2 separate regions of the Mus musculus genome follow, and region 2 is linked to region 1. A link is a contact called in public HiChIP or PLAC-seq data. All regions are on one chromosome and are shown on one strand. Each heading gives the region's core, a stretch centred on a gene start, on an enhancer-like site or on the middle of the called end of the contact. The rest is flanking DNA. Distances are from core to core; before and after follow the strand shown. Region 1 overlaps Prkca (protein kinase C, alpha). Region 2 overlaps Prkca (protein kinase C, alpha).

Region 1 (5,292 bases), core at 1,775-4,274:
AAAGAATACCTTGTGCGCTGGTGAGATAGCCCAGCTATTGTCAAGCTTATAAACCTGAATTTGGTCACTGGTACCCATGTGGCAGGAGGAGAACACCTGCTCTTTCAAGTTCTGCTCTGACCTCAGATGCGTAGCCCATGGCGTGTGCATGGTCCCAGCCCCATGCACGTACACAAAACAAACAAACTAACAATGTGGCCAAATTTTTGTCAGTCAGATGTGCATGTGTGAAATGTGTTTTTCCTTTCATTGTGTGTGCCCCTCTATGTTCTTGTGTGGACAGTGCAAATGCATGCATGTATGTGTGTCTGTGTGTGCGTGTGCGCTAGTGTGTGCATGTAGACATCAGAGGATGACCTCAGGGGTCATTCTCCAGGAGCTGCCCACCTTGGCTTAGGAGACAGGTTCTCTCCCTGGCCTGGTGTGCACCAGTTAGGCTAGGCTGGCTGGCCAGTGAGGTCCAGGGGAATCCCCTTGTCTCTGCTTCCTCAGTACTAAGACTGCAGGCATGCATTGCTGTGCCTCGCTTCCACATATGGAATCTGGGGTGAACTCAGATCCTCCCATGTCTTGCAGATGGCAGCCGAGGCATCTCCCCAGTACCCCTTTGTTTGTTTTGTGACAAAACACTTCAGGTAGTCCAGGCTGGCTTGGGGTTGACTAAGTAGTCCAGGCTAGCCTCAAACCCTTGATCCTCCTGGTTCAGTCTCCCAAGTGCTAGGACTACTACAGACTGTGTGGTTTTCATAGTACATTATAGAAGGTTATGCCATGTTTGAAAAACTCTAAACTTAAAAAAAAAAAAAGTGTGTGAGCTCTAAGAAAGTATGTAAAGAAATTGAGCTGTTTTCAACAGAACTCCACACCCATCCCTGTGCTGACCCCTTTCCCCAGGCAGAAATTCATCCTCAGAGAGCTTAGTGTGGCCTATGCGTCAGCTTGCGTATAAAGCAACAAGCGCAGCAGCAGGTCCAAGCTGCTGGTATCTGGCATCTAACCTGCCCAGTAAGCATCCCCTGCCTCCTTCTATGTTGACCTTAAGGAGATCTTGCTTGATAATTTAGGAAGATGCTGAGTGGATGGGACCAGATCACCCTGTTCCTGACGCTGCTGTACCAACAGCTGAACAAGATGCTCCCTCAAACTGCCTCCTGTGTCTCCCCTGCTGAGTGAGGCTTTGGGGGTTGGGTGAAAGTGAAACTCACTCCCTGGCCTCTTCTGTAGCTTCCCCCACCCCCCAACCCGTGTGTTACTAATGAGGAAGGAGAGGGGCGATAAGTTCTTGATGATCCAGGAGGCAAATGTATCCCAAGTTTGTCGCTGTCCTTTCTCTGATTTTCCTGATCATTAACTAAATGGTATGTGGATGAAAACAGATTAAACTTGGCAACTTAGCGTGTGATCTGTCTTTCGAGGGAAGCAAAGTCTACGCATTGGTCCAGTGACATTTAAATGCTTCAGCCATGCCTACTGGGCGCTCTGTTTTCCCCCTCGACTGTGAGCAGAAATGCTAATGACAGACTCTGATAGAAGCTGATGTCCTTGGAACTGAACTCCAGTCCTCCGCAGGAGCAGCAAGTGCTTTGAACAGCAGAGCCATCTGTCCAGTCCCTTGACTTTTGTTTTGATAGCATGTAAGCCACACATGATTGAAACTGTGTTAGTTCACAGAATGCTAGTAGCTTTGATTTTTTTTTCCCCTAATTAGCCTACTCGGAGGAAAAACTTAAATGTTCATATTCTCACAGTGTCCAGGGCTGGACAGCTATTATGGATGAGTTGGTTGCACTTCGATCATCAGAGAACCCTTCCTGTAAGTGCCCAGGCAACCGATCCCCACTATGTCAGGGCCCAGCAGGGAAAGAGCTTGGGTCCCCGTCTTCTGCCCACAGCCCTGCCTGCCAGCCAAGACCATGAATCAAAGTCTCTGACACAAAGTCATGTTATGAACCCTGGGCTTCCTATAGAGTTTGGCTCACTCCGGGCTGATCTCTAATAAAGACAAAGGCCAGGGGACAGAAATATCTCTCTTCTTGCTCCTGGCAAATACCATTTCGATCCTGTCTCCATCTCAGTGTCCAGAAAATTGGATTGGAAACGGGACATCGCCGGGGAGTAAATCAGATTAGTGCTTCCTCCCTCGCAGCCTCCAGCAGGCCTCTCATTCTGCTGAGCACGTCTCTCATTTATATGAAGTTGTTTATGACCCCCCTGTGTCACAGAGACGTTTCTAAACCGACTGAATCAGTACAGGCAGTGGGTGACCCTCCTAGCCACGGAGCCTAGAGGATTGGGCTTATTGGAAAATACTGCCAGTGGCTTCATTTTGTCTGGAGAAATGTCTGTGTCCTCACAGCTTTCGTATAGCTGGACACTAAGTGACCTCAGGAGAGCCCCCATCTGTCCCTCACAAGCCACTTGGTGTCTGACAGTGGCCCAGGCCCCAGAGCTGACTGGAATGGGACCCTGAGTCCTGGTTCAACACAGGTGTTTCCAGAGTCCTCTGTGTGGGCACTTACAGAGAGGATCATCTGTTCTCACAGGAACCCATCTGCTGACAAGAAGTGTCGAGGAGCAGGCAGCGCAGCTGTGTGCGACAGGAATAAGGAACTGCCCTGATGGGTGTTGAGGTTTCCGGTTCCTCCTGAGACCTTTCAATTTCCAAGAACTTCTTGGAGTGTTTGGTCACAAGATGCAGACGGGCTCTGCTTGTTTTCATGGCACAGATGCTTTTAAGAACAGAGCTTTGCACACTTCAATGTAAAATTAGATTCCAAAAGCCCACAGATGGTTCTAGAGCGAACTCTCCTTAACCCCACTCCCAGGTCAGCCACAGAACCAGGACCTCACGCATCAGGGCATGACTCTACCACTGAGTTCCACCCCAGCTTTCTGAACCCCGTTGGAACCTTGGGTGTTTCTCCAAAGACACAGGAACTCACCCAGTCCCCATGTTGTGTGCACAGAGCCCCTCACTGTTTCCCTGATTGCGTTTGCTGTCTTTGTAAGTTCAGAAGTATTTGGGAGGCGGAAGCTGACAGCCCTCCACACCCCAGAGGCCTGAGTCCGGATGCAGAAGTCTACCTCCGCTCACTTCCTACTGGCTAGATGGCCATGGGCCATGGCATATCCATGCCTGACACCACAGAGAAGGCTCCCATGAAGTCAGGAGGCTCCGTGGTGAAGCAGGAACTGGAACTCGAGGAGGTCCCAAGGAGAGAGTGGAAACCAGGGTTTAAGTGCGGCCATCTGGTCTCCCACAGGCCACGCCCATCTTTCTGACTGCAGCTTCTACAGCTGGTTTGATTGTTCTTGTGGTCCTCATTATCCACTTCAGACTGAATGACATGAAAGTCTCCGGGAGTAGACAGACACAGGCATCCAAATATCATAACATTTTTTTTTCTTAGACCAAATAACAAGGCTGCTTAGGCTTTTTAGCATCTAAAACTGTGGGTTGTGATATCATTGTATTTGGGTTAAATTTATTTTTGATTGATAACTCCAATGTTATTGTGCTTAGCTCTCAGTGTTGGGCAAAAACCCAGGGCTGGTGTAGACTTTATTTATGTCTGATTTCTTTGTGAAACTGATTCTTTTCTCGTGCCCTACTTTTAGGATTTGAATTTTAGCAGAATTAATCTGAAATGACTCAGAATTATACAATTAATTGCATTCAGCTTCAATTATAGTTTGCGCTAGCTGAGCCAGGCTATTGTCCTCCCTGGGGCAGGCACTTGCACATGGCTGTCTTGGCAGGTGCTAAGGCCCTGTGGCTCTCCCTTCAGCATGCCAGCTTCCTGGGGAAAGTTGTTCAGGGCTGACAGTCTTCTGCCAAGTACATTGAGAGTGGTAAGGACCCAGGAGTGCCACGGGGCTGTTGACATCAGATTCTTTTATTATGGTATAGGGGAAAACAGACTGTGATGTAAAGGGTGGAGGAGTTAAGACTTAGGTAGGTATTGTGGGTCCTGTTATCACTGACCATGGCTGGGGTCAGAGAAAGAGAGGGGCCTCCTCTGAGCTCAGAGGAGCCAGAGGATGAGACCAGGTAACAAAGGGGCTTACAGAAGGGAGGTGGGAATTAACAAGAGGCTACAAAATATTGAGTGCGCTGTGGAGAGAAACATTCTATGGGTGAATCAGCTACAGGTCTGGGCTGCTTCTGCTGGGGTGGGGGATATCTTTAGATCAGTGTGCTGAAGTCAGGGACAGCGTGTCTCCAACTCCTGCTCCTCTGGAATGTTCTTATTTTCTTCGCAGGCTGACTTCATTCACACTGTCTATTTGGCAACACATGACCGAATTGGGAGCCGAGCTCTTTTTGGCAGGAAAAGTTCATTAATTTTAGTTGGCTCTCCCCACCCTTCACAAGTGTGCCTGGGGGGTGGGAACTGCCTCTCATAATCACACAGACGCCATCCCTTGCCTGGACTTCTAGGTTCTAAGATGGTTCTGTGTGTCTGGCTGGGGGTGGGTGCTCTGAGAAAAGAGAGGCCCCCAAGAACGTTTCAAGTGGAGCCGCCAGGAAGATGGTTAAATGCAGAAGCATTTGTGAGTTTATAGACCAAGAAAGATTATCCTAGTATCTCTGATTGTGTAAGCGCTGATCCACTGTGCCAAGCTCACTCATCCTCACCGACTTATAGCAAACAGCCTGCTGTGGCATTTGGATGAACTGGGTTCTTAACGTGTGGGTGGGAGATTTCCTTCCACTTGGAATCCAAGACCTCGGGGCTGGAAGAAACCTAAGCGCACGCTGCACTCTGTTCATGCCTTGGTGTCTGGGTCAGGCCTGCAGAGCACAGAGTTCATAGAGACCTCTTTTGGAGGCATGGCTCTCCTCATCTGTTTGCCTTCCCCATGCTTCCCTCCTGGTTTCTCTGTGTGGCACTCCAACAGTGTCCTTCCGAAGTTCATGTCCATGTGTCACCTCACAATGTGGCCGATCTCTATTCAGACATTATGGTTGGTTCCTGTGAGGTCTCTCTAGGTGGACACTGGCTCTCAACTCAGTGGCCGTGACAATACACAGAATGTAGTGGAGATGGCAGAGGTAGAGGTTGGTATGATGCATGTACGAACCAAAGAATGCCAGGAAGCACCAGAGACTGAGAGGGAGACAAGGAAAAGATCCTCTCCAGAGCTTCAAGAGGGGATCAGCTGAGTCAGCACTTGGATTTCAGGCATCTCGCTTTGCAGAACTAGAGAGCAACGACGCCCTGCTGTCTAAGCCACTGGTGGGTAGCCTTGGAAACTATTAAACATTCCTTTGTACCTCTTCATCCTCTC
Region 2 (5,103 bases), core at 1,438-3,937, 89 kb before region 1:
TCTTGGCGTTTTGCCAGGGCTCCCGTGCTAAAGACCTGAAGCCCCCAGCTCTGCAGCAAAGGTAGTTTCCCTCCACTTTCCAAGTTCACCAGACTCCTTTCTGCATTGCAGCTGCAGTGTTCTAGGAATCGGACTCCCCGGGGTTTCCTCAGTGGGACCAGGGACAGGAGCAGTCGCCCATCCTCAGACTGGCTGCTCCTGTTCTTCCACTATGGTTTTGGGAGGCTTCTCGATTTCATTTCCTCTACAGAGTCACACTCAGACTCCTGGAAGGTAGCAAGGGAGAGTGGACATGGGGGTCACAAGGGAACCTGGTGGGGCCTGAGAGAAAGGATGACAGCTAAGGGACTTTAGGAAAGGAACAGAAGCCGACATCTGCACTGCTGTGATCAAACGGCTGTCATCTCTCTGTCCTTAACAGTTAGATAGCTTCCTCTACCTCACCGGATCTCAAAAAGGTAGCCATCCTATGCTGTGGATGGGACATTTAAGCTTGGGTGAGCCAGTCCCATCCTTTTCTGATGAGCCTCAGATTTATTTATTTATTTATTTATTTATTTATTTATTTATTTATAGAAAGTATCAGGAAATTGGTGCTGGCCCTTTGACTTTGAGTGCTAAAAGAGGTTGATTCCTAGGCATCCTAGCCTAGATAGTTAACCCTTTGTGCCTTTCAGGATGACATTTTCTTCTTTACTTTCCTCTGGTTTGTGTGTGTGTGTGTGTGTGTGTGTGTGTGTGTGTGTGTGTGTATGCACACGTGTGCACGCGCATGCACGCCTATGCATGCATATGGTATATGTGTGGAGACAACTAGCAAGAGTTGGTTTTCTCCTTCCACTGTGTGGGTCTAGAGGATCGACCTGAGATCCTCAGGCCTGGCGACAAGAACCTTTACCCCCTGAGCCATCTCACTGGCCCCTCCTGAGGTGTTTTGAAGATTCTCTTGGCTGCTCTTTCCAGCCTAGCCTCATCTTCACCCTTTATCTTAATTCTGTTCTGGAGTGTGTGCATCTGATACGCGAGGCTGGCATGTCCTGTTACAGTCACCAGAAAACATTGGTTTTCTTCGGTCACTGACCAAGCTTCTCACTGCCTGGCTCTGGAAGGAAGAATTAAGTCCTGTTTTCAGAATCATCTGCTTTTGCCTTACTGTGCAAAAAGCTTACCTTGGCAGGGAACCACACACTGAACGCTAGCCTAAGCAGCCACTGTGGCTTTACTAAATGGTGATTGTCAAGTAGAATTGATAAGGTAGGCCAACACCAAGTGGAATCAAGGGCTGGATATTTATTTCCATTGTGTTAGTCTTCCTGACTTTCCTTATGCAGCTGTCTAACAACCAGAGTGGACACAATATTTCCTCCCACTAGTTTTAAACATAGATGCTTTTTGGGTTTCTGTTAAAAGTTGTTTTATAGATCAAAGGAAAATAAATTGTTAGGTGGATCACTGTTCCCTGGCATAGGCTAGTCTTCAATTCTGCAAGTCACCAAGGTGACGTTGAATTCTGATCTTTACCCTGCCTTCAGGTTCTGGCATTACAGCTGTGTACCACCACATACAATGTTTATGTAGTGCTGGGTATTGAACCTGGGGTGCTACGCACGGCAGTCAAACACACCATTGTCTGAACTGCCTCTCTAGCCTTTCAGACTAAACTTTAAAACTATAGCAATCAGGATTCTGTGGTTCCCTCTGTACTTTGACAGATGTGAGCCAATGGGGCTGTAGTGGGAAGAGAGAGAAAAGGTTACATTTGTGGCACAGGATTGTAACTAACAAATAAGGCGCCTTTGTCATCTTAATTGGCTCTTCCTGGCAGAAGTTTCATACAGCTGTTTCTCTGGGACACTGACAACTATTTATGGTAAGCAATTTTTGTGGATTATAACAAGTTTCAACAGAAAGTTGGATCATCTCACTTGGAAGGGTTCTTCCTGAGCTCAGGGCAGATGGAATCACAGTCATCGCCTGCTCTCTGATTTTCTGTTTCTTTTTTCTTTATAAAATGTTCACCATTGAAGCTCTGACTCGAGTTCTAGCGTCTCTTGTGCTAGTCCTCAGTTACTGAAGTGTGGGTTGGTGTGTGTTGGGGAAAGGGACTGGTTGCAGAGTGGATGGGCGTTGGATGCTGGCAGCCCCTACTGCATCATGAAGCAGCAGGGCTGTGTGCTGATAGCCACCCAGTTCTTTCCTAACCGTTTCTGCAGTTTCCAGTGTCTCCTCCAGCTCCACTCTGGAGTTGCTCTTGCTTTGATCTGGAACCTGAGCCATCTTTCCTTTAAAATGAGGCAGTCTGGAAAGAGCAGCTCAAAAGGCAGACTTCTTTTATACAATACCAAACATCTTCAGCCTCCCCAGGATCAGAAACCTCTCACCTACTGCAAGAATTATTTATTTATTTATTTATTTATTAAAAGTGAACCGAGTTGAAGTTAACAAGCTTAACTGTAGCATGTGCTACACTTTTTGTACACATCTCCAGCTGTTTTCTGGACATACCCATAAAGGAGACATGTTCCTGGGCTGTGGTTTAGCTTCAGCCCTTAATATTGCTCTGTCCTTCCTAGTTGAAGGGAACTTACAAAGAAGCAAAACAGCTGTTCTGAAGTACATCTAGAGACTGAAACTCCAGAATCTGTTGATCATCCCCTCCCCCCACCCCTTTACCCTCAAAGACCTTTAAATAGAAGCCGCTTCCTTTTACCCATTGACCCCAAGCCCTATCTGATGTCTTCAGTTGTGGAGCAGAGTGGCAGCTTGCTTCTGAAGTCTACCACGAAGGGCTTCAATGTTTCATGGAAATGGCAACAAAATAACCTGATATTAAGAGCCCACCTTGAAGTCTGCCAGTTGTGCAGTTGCAAGCTTAGTCAGATTTTGAAATGTTGTCTCCAAAATTATATAATCCAGGTGGATATGAAAGGTCTAATTGCATTGTCTTAGTGCACGGGCTATGGGTGTGTAAGCCCTACCATCTGACGTGCACTTTGCAGAGGGAACTAAAACACAATGTGGATTAGTTCTGTGCAAAACGGCTTCATCTTGTTTATGCACTGCTTTAGGCTCTTGGCAGAACAGATTTAAAAAAGAGTTAAGCCATACAGAGAAGCCCCATCCGTATAAAAGATTCATTATTGAAGCCTTAACTCAAGTTTTAGCTTCTCTTGACATACTCCTTAGACATTCGTTGAAATATGGGTCCAGATACATTGGGGAGGGAATCTGCTTTAGAGTGTTGGGGAAGGAGACTGGTTTCAAGTGGATAGGCACTGGCATCCCTGGTGCTGCTGAAAGGAATGGTGGCTCATTCTGTGGTCATGTGACAGGCAGGGTCTTGTGCTGTGTTTTAGACATTGCCTAGTTCAGGGGATCTTTGGTAGGCGACAGTCTCAGTAATGGCAGACAGTTTATGAGGCCTTGAGGGACTGGGCTTGGGGTGGGTGGATCGGCTTGAGCTGGGTGGTATCTGAACAATCAGCTTGCTTTTAGAACATAGCCCTAGTTTGGCTTAGGCTTTGCATGCTCAGGAAGGCCTCACAGTAGCCAGGGTCAGCAGGAACTTAGTGATTCTGCCATGCAGACAGAGGAGGTCTTTTAGGATAGTAATGCTGTGCAAACATGACCATGGCTGCTTGCTTTGTGTGTGTGTGTGAGAAAGAATAACCTTTGGACTAAAAATTAGAACAAAAATGTTCAGGTATTTAGAATGATCCTATCTGAATACGGACCCTCAGAAATCCTCTATTTGGAAGTCATTCACATGGCTATAGTAACTTCTTGCCTTAGAAACAATAACCCTGATAAAATTATTTGGTAATCAAGAAGGTAGGGGTGTAGTTCAATTGGTAGAACACTTAGCTAGCACACATGAAGTCCTAGGTTCCATCCCCAGTACCACATAAACCAGGCATGATGGTGCAGGCCTGTAATACTAGTGCCTGAGAGGTGAAGGCAGGAGGATTAGAAGTTCAAGGTCATCCTCAGCTACACAGGAAGTTCAAGACCAGCCTGAGCTATATGACACTGCATCTCAGACAAGAACTAAGTGATGAAAGAAGGCGGGGTGAGTTGGTAGGGGTCCTGTGGGGCTAGGACGCAACTTGATAGTAATGAGTTCTTATTGAAAGTGACACAGCGTCTGGAATTGTGGAATCGGGGAAGACTCAGAGGAATCTTGTGATAATCAGAGTGTGCAGACCAGTGAGGTCCTGATGTTCTTTATGCCTGCAGACAGGATGAATACCAGAGATCTGAAAGTAATCCTTTTTAATGTGCACGTGCGTGTGCACGCATGTGTGTGTGTGTGCATGCACATGTGTGTGTAGATTGATGGCATGCAAAGCTTAAGCTTTGACTGGTGACAGATCTTTGTCTAGAAAACCGATACTTTTCTTCTCTTTAATGTAGAAGTTTTGGGATCCAGCAAGCTTCAGAGACAGTAAATGTTCACCGAGTTCTTCAAATTCAGTCTCATTATGTCAACTCGTGGGTGACATTTCCCCCTTGCATTTAATATCTGAGGCACAAAGTCTTACGTATTAAAATACATCTAATGTCTTGTTTTTGCTATGACACACTTCTTACCTACACAATTAAATGGGTCATGTTCTGAAATGTATGCACAGGTCTGGAGAGGTGTACCATGTATTGTATATCCCACCTTGTAGGAAGTTTGCTAAAGTGGAAAAAGCACTGTATAGGCCACCTGTAGTGTACGCTTTATGAGCAGTAGTCACATACGAGGAGCTGTACTCGGGAGAAGAGTTATAAATGGTCATTAGCCATGAATAATTAACTTGGAACTTGACCGCACCTGGGAGGTTCCAGCCCGTGGTGATAACCACTATTGTTTAAGGTGAACTTGAACCTGTTATCCCCTGTTGAGTTTCCCTTTCTCTTATGTGTCTGCATCCATTTTTATTGCCTGTTGACCTAGACATTTGTCCTTAAAAACCCACCTTGCAGAGCTCTACAGTTTACCAAGGGAAAATAATCAGACAGGAAGGCCGCTTGTAAAATCTCGATCAAGATTTCAAGAGAATGATTGTCTTAGAGCTTTTGTTCAGGGTGATTTTACACGGGCCACGGATGTGCTCT

The links. HiChIP or PLAC-seq counts read pairs in DNA pulled down with a chosen protein or histone mark.
Region 2: a BATF HiChIP or PLAC-seq map of CD8 T cells shows a contact between it and region 1, with 6 read pairs. The contact joins two enhancer-like sites. A contact is called at or near these places in 2 of 15 datasets of contacts at CTCF or cohesin (the NIH/3T3 cell line and large pre-B cells), 4 of 484 Hi-C or Micro-C datasets (adipose-derived mesenchymal stem cells, centrocytes, liver and 1 more) and 6 of 115 datasets of contacts at active chromatin or transcription factors (CD8 T cells, the NIH/3T3 cell line, the SCID.adh cell line and 3 more).

The regions. Positions count from the first base shown.
Region 1 is chr11:108,220,668-108,225,959 of GRCm38.p6, reverse strand. The region is part of intron 2 of Prkca (protein kinase C, alpha); the gene reads left to right. Among named protein-coding and RNA genes, the nearest start is that of Gm11655, 50 kb to the right of the region's middle. Within about 2 kb of position 3,024, at least 167 of the 459 cell types and tissues checked have an H3K27ac peak or open chromatin away from gene starts, as enhancers often do. A contact at or near this core is called in CD8 T cells and the SCID.adh cell line, where this site is marked.
Region 2 is chr11:108,309,680-108,314,782 of GRCm38.p6, reverse strand. All of the region lies in intron 2 of Prkca (protein kinase C, alpha), which reads left to right. Among named protein-coding and RNA genes, the nearest start is that of Prkca, 32 kb to the left of the region's middle. Within about 2 kb of position 2,687, at least 22 of the 459 cell types and tissues checked have an H3K27ac peak or open chromatin away from gene starts, as enhancers often do. A contact at or near this core is called in CD8 T cells and the SCID.adh cell line, where this site is marked.